Linked DNA regions of Danio rerio: region 1 is linked to region 2. The links are chromatin contacts, called in public Micro-C maps. All regions are on one chromosome and are shown on one strand. Each heading gives the region's core, a stretch centred on a gene start, on an enhancer-like site or on the middle of the called end of the contact. The rest is flanking DNA. Distances are from core to core; before and after follow the strand shown. Region 1 holds the start of smurf1 (SMAD specific E3 ubiquitin protein ligase 1). Region 2 holds the start of rnf216 (ring finger protein 216).

Region 1 (4,353 bases), core at 179-2,678, 100 kb before region 2:
TACATAATTAAACTGATCAGTCAATACATTCTAATGTTTACATTTATGTCAATGTTTCATCTTCAGATGTACCTCATTAAGCCACGTTGCATCCCACACAATGAACTGATTTAATTAATTGCATTAATATGTATTTGTTTCCATTTTAATGAGTCTTCAGATCAAATACATTTCATTATTATGCCAAGAGTACAATGGCTCTCTGCTCATTAAAGTGGTGACGGATTGAAAAAGGCCAGTGTGTGGCCTGCCACCCTCATTAGCCTGCTGTTTACGTGGATTGGCTTTTCTTCTGCACAACACTATTAAATGGCTCTATTGTTTCCAGTTGCTAAAGTCCTCCAATCCAATCCCTTCCACTATTGCTCAGGCTAACCTTATTTGCTTCTACAACGCGACAATTATCAAGCCGCAATTAATGCAATCACAATCATGCAAATGTAATGGAAATCATCTGCATCCATCATCTCATTATTTATTACTCAAACTCAAAACAACAACCTCTAATGCTAATCAGGTCACTTAAAATGTTATGGATGCTGCGAAAATGACAAACAAATTCATCAATCTGCCCCAGATCCATGCAGTCATCTATCTATCTATCTATCTATCTATCTATCTATCTATCTATCTATCTATCTATCTATCTATCTATCTATCTATCTATCTATCTATCTATCTATCTATCTATCTATCTATCTATCTCTACATTTATCCATCCATCCATCCTTTCATCCATCCTTTCATCCATCCATCCATCCATCCATCCATCCATCCATCCATCCATCCATCTATGCATCTATCCATCCATCCATGCATCTATTCATCCATCCATGCATCTATCTATCTATCTATCTATCTATCTATCTATCTATCTATCTATCTATCTATCTATCTATCTATCTATCTATCTATCTATCTATCTATCTATCTATCTATCTATCTATCTATCTATCTATCTATCTATCTATCCATCCATCCATATCTATCTATCTATCTATCTATCTATCTATCTATCTATCTATCTATCTATCTATCTATCTATCTATCTATCTATCTATCTATCTATCTATCTATCTATCTATCTATCTATCTATCCTGTATTTATTTTATTAATAAATCCTTTTTATTGTTGTTTAGATCTATCTAATCTTAATAACATTTGGTCTACTTAAAAAATACATCAATTCACTTCAGCTGACGTGGCTGGAAAAACACGCAAAGCACGAAATTTCATAGCATAATTCGAAATCAGGACACACATGACTAATATCCTTTTTTACATCACACAACACAAACGGACTTCCAGCGCCAGGAAGAAGAGCGCGCGCACGCCCAGCCGCGGGTACGTGCACGTACAGCTGTACTAACGTGATGTCAGAACGCCGTTGAGCTCAAAAAATGTTAGCCTGTGTTGTTAAGTCTGAAAGCTACAGGGGATTTGCCAGACGGAAATAATACCGTTTTATCGCCGAGAAACACATGCACAGGCCACACGATCGCGTCGCGTGTTTTTATACGTTTTTATATCCTCGTGAAGCGAGCGTCTTGGGTTTATCCTGAGAGAAAGTTCGTTGGTTTTTTTGTGGGAGTGATGTCGAATCCTGGGACTCGAAGGAACGGGTCAAGCATCAAAATCCGACTGACAGGTAAAACACCCTCTAATACGCTAATTTATCGCTTTAATGTACTAATTTGTTGTTAGTTATCATTTTATACGTTTGGTTAGCTTATAACTGTGTGTCGGTCGCAAATGTGTGTAAAACGCTAAGCGAGGATCCTGCTAGCTTCTGCTGAGGCGAGTTGCTGCAGCCCTGTCTCTTCATGCTAAACGCATGCTAACACGAGAAGCATCCCTTTTTTATTTAATAAACAGCACAATAGTCAGTGGACCTGCTTTATTTGCACTTGTGTGAACGTTATCAGCCGAAAGCAGCTCCCCGTGCACAGTTTGTTAGGTTGGATTAGTCATAAATCAGCTGAGTATAAACCGGATGAGGCAGAGGCAGCTGTTTTCTCGGTTTCCCCTCATCTGGACGCCAGTGTCTTCGTTGTAAATTAAGATTTTAATACGTGACAGACTGTTCATTAATGTTTTGCTTATTGCGCTGTGCTTGCTTTCGGAAGTAAGCTAACTATGGGGTTGATCTTTATGTGATAGTGTACTGTTTCACAATCCACAGATGGGTTTTTTGGGGGAGGATTTTTTTCCTTACTCTTTTGAAACCGCTCTTTGCTTGGAAACGAACAGGATATGATAGATGCATACTGATCTCATTGATATCATCACAGACATAGTGACAGTGCCCTGGAGGAGTGCTTTTACAGTTGCCTTTTTATTTTTTTAAACCAGATCTGATGTTGACTTATCAGTGCCCTTTAAAGCGTTTGTGGAATAGGAAGACTGGTAAACGCCAAATGACAAGGTTATGTGGTTTGCATTTTATTATAGACTCAGTAGAGACCAGATTAAACGTTTTATTCTTTATTCTTGTATATTAGATTTTAAAAGTGAAGTTTCATTTGTAAATGTTAATGCCCTTCATTTATATTGAGCAGTGTGTTTGTTACAGTGGTTTGTTGATTTTGGATGTAGTAATGATGTGTACCCTTTGTGAAGCTGCTTTATTATTATAATTATTAACGAAGTAAACTTGAATTGAACCGTTTTTATCTTTTGTTTACAGAGTACAACAGTTCATTGTCAATGTTAGCTCAGAGACAGCTTTAAAATATACAACTTTTGCAGTAGTTTGGTAAATGCTGAAATGAACGTTAATGCTCTGCTGCGGTTCAGTCATTTATTTTCATATTTGTCTTCATAATGGTATGAAAAACTAAACGTTTTGGCACATTACCATTAACACAAACACACAACAAAAGGAAACAAGCAAAAATGTGATTATCATGATAAGAAAGTGTTTTTAAAATGCAAATGCTTGTGGTGTTTTAGTCAAATATAACCACATCAGATATAAATTATAAATGAAGAAAGTTTATTTCACATTAGATGATATCTTTCATGATATAGTTTTATTATGAGGGTAGTTATTCCAGAGAATTTACTAAAAGGTGTGCAATAAATAAGCTTTGTGAAATAACTAAGCTTAAATATTTAAGGAAAGAAGATGACTCAATCTTGTTAGATTATTTTTGTATTTTATTTTAACTTTACTATAAATATTGTAAACCAAATATAACTTTTAATGAACGAATTACACTCTCACATTTTCACAGTTTTATGTGGACAGACCTTATTATTATAAACATTTCACACATCATCTTCTGATACAAAACTATCCTATGGAAAAAAAAAAAACTTTATCCCTATAACTGCCTGCTCTACCACACGGTTGACCATCTTTTTACTGTTTTAAATAATCACCGTTAAAGTCATTTTAAAGAGAGTTTTAAAGAATGGTTAACACAATACAGCATTGTTGGTTTACAAAGAAAAAAAGAAAATCCTGTCGCACCACTTCGGCATACATCAAAAAAATTCATGTGGTATTCAAAAATGTTTATTTTTTTATATTTTAAAATATAAAATAGTCTTAGACTTTATACTTTCATATTTTTCATAGCATATGAATTAATTTCTGTAGTTTTACTATAAATTAACATTTCTACCATTTTTGTACATGTTAATATTGTAGAAATTATGGGATTATGGTAAGTTTATGGGGGAAAAAATTGATTTAGTGTTTTAACTAGCGACATTACGAGTTAAGAAATGCAATCCAAAAATATTTTTCTTGGTGGGCGGTTAAAAGGTTAAGGAAATATCAAACTGTTTTTTTTTTATTCCTTTAAAAATGCAAAATAAAAACAATTCAAGAGTTCAGATGCTAAAACCTCTATGCGCTGTCTGAAATGTCCATCAAAAATAAACTTTTATTTTTCAACCTCCTTTGTTTATGTTGAATTATTTTACTTTAAAGACCATAAAAATGACTTATTTGCTATAAATGTGTTTATTACTAAACTTACACACAGGAGCCTGAAAAAAATTCTCAGTTTGAAAGAAAATTTCAGATGGCATTTTCTAGGTTCTTGCATTTGAACTCCTCAATTACAATTCATGGATAAATACTGAAACTAAGTGATCAGTTCTCGTTGAAAAAATTAAGCGATTGGCAACACTGCCAGTCTCCCATGTAGTGTCTTTCTTGGCCTTATGCATAATGCTTGTGAGTTCGCCACTCCCACTTATTTACATTTGGTGGTATACACAGAATAAAATAAAATTAATATACACATTTCATGCCATAAAGATGATTTATATCGTCATATAACGATATGGCCGATAAATGGTATTATATCAAATCGCAATAAAATTGATGTCAATAACAA
Region 2 (3,981 bases), core at 315-2,814:
TTTGGCACTAATTCCAGAACCTTGACGTCATTTAAAAAAACTCTGGACAGACTTAATTTGTTACACACACTGTCCATTGCTGTTCAAAACATTGCATTATCCATTAAAATCATTCAGAACAACAACTGGTATTAAAATATATTATTAATTAATCCTCTCTTCATACAATTTATTAAGTAAAATTAAATAGTCAGGCCTGTAGCCAAAGAACATTCCAGTGGTTCAAAAGGCCAAACGTTGGATTATTATTATTATTATTATGATGTTAGAATTTTTCTTATTATTCAACTGGCCAAATTCTGACTGTGGAAAGTAGAATGTACTAGCGAGTTTGATGTTGTTATGGCTATAAACAGGTTTTAACAGATTTACCATAGAAATAATATATACCACCAATATATTAAAAGTGTACTAAAGTGAATGCTACATATAGTTTATTCATTCATTCATTTTCTTGTCGGTTTAGTCCCTTTATTAATCCAGGGTCGCCACAGCAGAACCAACCGCCAACTTATCCAGCAAGTTTTTTTACACAGCGGATGCCCTTCCAGCCGCAACCCATCTCTGGGAAACATACACACACACACACACACACACACACACACACACACACACACACACACACACACACACACACACACACACACACACACACACACATTACGGACAATTTAGCCTACTCACCTGTACCGCATGTCTTTGGACTGTGGTGGAAACTGGAGCACCTGGAGGAAACCCACGCGAATGCAGGGAGAACATGCAAACTTTTCTGTTTTCTTATGACATAAAGGCTAATAAAATACGTTTGGAAAATTGTGATTTGTATTTTCACAGCGTTTGATTGATGTTATTGCATGATCTTGCTATGCTGAAACTACTTCAGTTTAAAACTTCACAGAAAATCAATTGTGAACGGCTGGCAGTGGTGATATAATAAAATTAACTAATTAACAAATAAACTAAGCCGAAAAGAAAATGAATGAAAGAATGAAAGAATGAATGAATGAATGAATGAATGAATGAATGAATGAATGAATGACATGTTAAACTTGTTCATTGTTCAAAACATTGCATTTTAGTGCATTAAAATAATTTAAAACAACAACAACAAAACATGCAGTGACAGATCCAATGGTTCAGAAAAACCATTATCAAGAATTACCACAAACACATATGTTTAAAAGTGTAGCTGTTAGAGTGATTACTACATATACAGTTTAATCTAGATATAAAATCTTTCAGATTTTAACTTTAGATGGGGCAAACAATTTTTTGTCTCTTAATGACATGCACAGATGAATTATTCACCACAGAACTAACAATGCAAGCTAACAAAATCAATATGGTCAGTTTTGATTTCATCTGTACTTAAATCATCAATTGATCGTTTTAATAATCAAAACATTCGTCCAGATCGCCAGACTCATTTTAAACACCGTAGTGACGGGAAACAGAGACATCTAGAGGTGAAACACCATATGAACAACACATGATGGAGAAGAACTACAACCCCCGATCCACTACAGCTCCTCCTTCTTGTAGGACGCATTTGCGTCTGACGTCACGCTGGCTTGTTTTGGCCGTTTGTGTCGATATCCGGCGATCAAACGCTGTCGATGTGCTGGATATTGTGACTGAGAGGTACGTGAGATTCTTGAAACAGTCTTCGTGTGTTGAAGTCTTAAATGTGCTTGTTTATCCTCGCCCTTCAGCTGAGGTGAAATACCCGGCTGAGAGGGTAAATCTGTCTTGTTTAAGTGATGTCAGCTGGCGAGGAGGGTTAACGCCAAACAGCTAGCTGAGCCTGGCTAGGGAGTTTAGCGAGTGTTGATTTGCTTGTTTCTTCTGCCCTTTGGTACAACTGACTACTTCAGCGATGTTTTTCTTTGAAAAGAGTTGGATAAACGCCTGATCAAATCCTCAGCGCAAAACGAGCTGTTTTCGGCTGACAAACTACAGGAATTAACTGATTGTTTCAAAACATAGTGTGCTGACTACTTAGGAAGCATGCTTGCCTGGTTTTAGGCGCAACCGAACTGAAACACCATAGATAAACAAGACAGGAAAGTACATTTAAATGGCTGCGTAGAGAGAAATTCAGTGACAGCGCTGTTTTCTAAAAAAATAAACCCCCCTTTTGATCAAGGACATCAACTCTTTTACTGTCAACTTTCAAATTCATGTCCTGTGACGTTATATAAACTCAAGCCAGTCAAAGGTGCGGAATTGAAGATGTGGTTTGAGTCTCTCATTTATTCTGAGATGCTTAAAATGTTAGTCATGTTTGGAAACTTCATAGTGGGAAATGAGATGTTCGATATATCTTCATAATTAAAGGGATAGTTCACCCGAAAATGAAACTTTTCTGTTTTTTACTAACCCTCATGATATCCAAGATTGAGGTGATTTGCTTGTCTTTCTTCGAGTTTTAAAGTAGATTGAGGTATTGTAAGTTTGAGGTAAAGATGGTTTTATATTTACACATTTATTCAGTGACAGCTTGTGACATGCTCCCTATATTGTTTACCTTGGTACTTTGGACGTTCGGTCTGAAATCACATGCAAGTATGACTTCAAAACAGCATTAGCACTGTTGATTTGACTTTGAACAATGTTGTACTTTGATAGCCATTGGCTGCTACTAGGGTTTCTCTATTTAGAAATTGCAAAGAATACTTTTCTGAAATTATATTATTACGGAGAAAGTCAGAATGTGTAAATATAAAACCAATTTTACCTGAATATTTAGGGATGCTCCAATCAGGATTTTTGCAGCCGATACAGAGTACACATTCCTTGTCATGGTGATCGACTGATACCGAGTACTGATTCTGATGCTTCAAGGTTTTTAATGCATTAAGCACACTTTCCCTCTAAGTTTAAAGCTTAAGAGTAGATCTAGCCTTTCCTAAGAAAATAAATTAAGGATGCTGCATAAAATACCTTAAACATATTTCTTATAACCTTTCAGGTGTGAACATTTCATGGCCAGAAGCAGCTTTACCTTATAAATATGGTGCCAGATCAGTCTCAAAATAACACATTTACAAAATAAAATTCCTACATGCACAGCACAATTCACATTTCACAAAATCCAATTTGTACATTTGTAAACACAATTCATGAATTCACAATTAAAATCATATATCTTTTCACAAAATTAATTAGATTTGTGTATTTTTGAATCATGTTTTGAATTTACATATTGAATTAGCTTTTTTTAATCGTTTTTATATTTACAAATTTGATTTGTATTTTTTTCATTTTTTTTTGAGTTTTCAAATTTGATTTGTGTATTTTTAAATCCTGTTTTAAACTTCAAATTGAATTTTGTAAATGTGAATTGTGTTGTGGTTGTATGATTTTTATTTTGTGAATGTATTATTTTTGAGACTGATCTGGCTCCATATAAAAACATAAGACAGTATAAACGGGTCACTCTGCATCTGTATTTGATCTGCTATAACGTGAACACGTTGATTGCTCACAGCCCCATCCATCTTTTACCTTGTTATGTGTTGTGGCTGCTGTAGGGAATGTATAATATATGGGAGCACATGTGGGTTTTCTTCTGCCTGTAAACTCCAAAACACCAATCGAGTTATGAAATGTGATTATCGGCCGATACCAATCTTCTGCAGATCGATCGGAGCATCCCTATCAGTAAGTTGCATTGATTGAGCTAAAGTTGGTTCTTATGATCACACATTTGTTCAGTGCCAACTTGTGACACGGTCTCCATGTTCTTTACCACACTACTTCGAATATTTGTCCCAAATGCCATGCAAGTATGACTTCAAAACTACATTAGCATTTATTTGACTGTGAACAATGTTATATTTTGATATAGGGTTGCACAATATATAGTTTCAGCATTAATATTGCAATGTGATATTTCGCAATAGTCAATCGGAGGATATGCTATGTTGAGTTTATATTATAATTTATCATTTGCATGTGTTTTTGATGCCTGGAATTGTA

The links. A called contact is a pair of places that touch in the nucleus more often than the background predicts.
Region 1: a Micro-C map of caudal fin shows a contact between it and region 2, with 6 times the contacts expected there. The contact joins the promoter of smurf1 here to the promoter of rnf216 in region 2. A contact is called at or near these places in 1 of 18 Hi-C or Micro-C datasets (caudal fin) and 1 of 4 datasets of contacts at active chromatin or transcription factors (embryo).

What each region holds. Positions count from the first base shown.
Region 1 is chr3:39,720,031-39,724,383 of GRCz12tu, reverse strand. It overlaps smurf1 (SMAD specific E3 ubiquitin protein ligase 1), which reads left to right and starts at 1,428. Exons shown (of 18, transcript NM_001001943.1): 1 at 1,428-1,649. The coding sequence starts at 1,595.
Region 2 is chr3:39,616,915-39,620,895 of GRCz12tu, reverse strand. It overlaps rnf216 (ring finger protein 216), which reads left to right and starts at 1,564. Exons shown (of 17, transcript XM_682779.10): 1 at 1,564-1,641.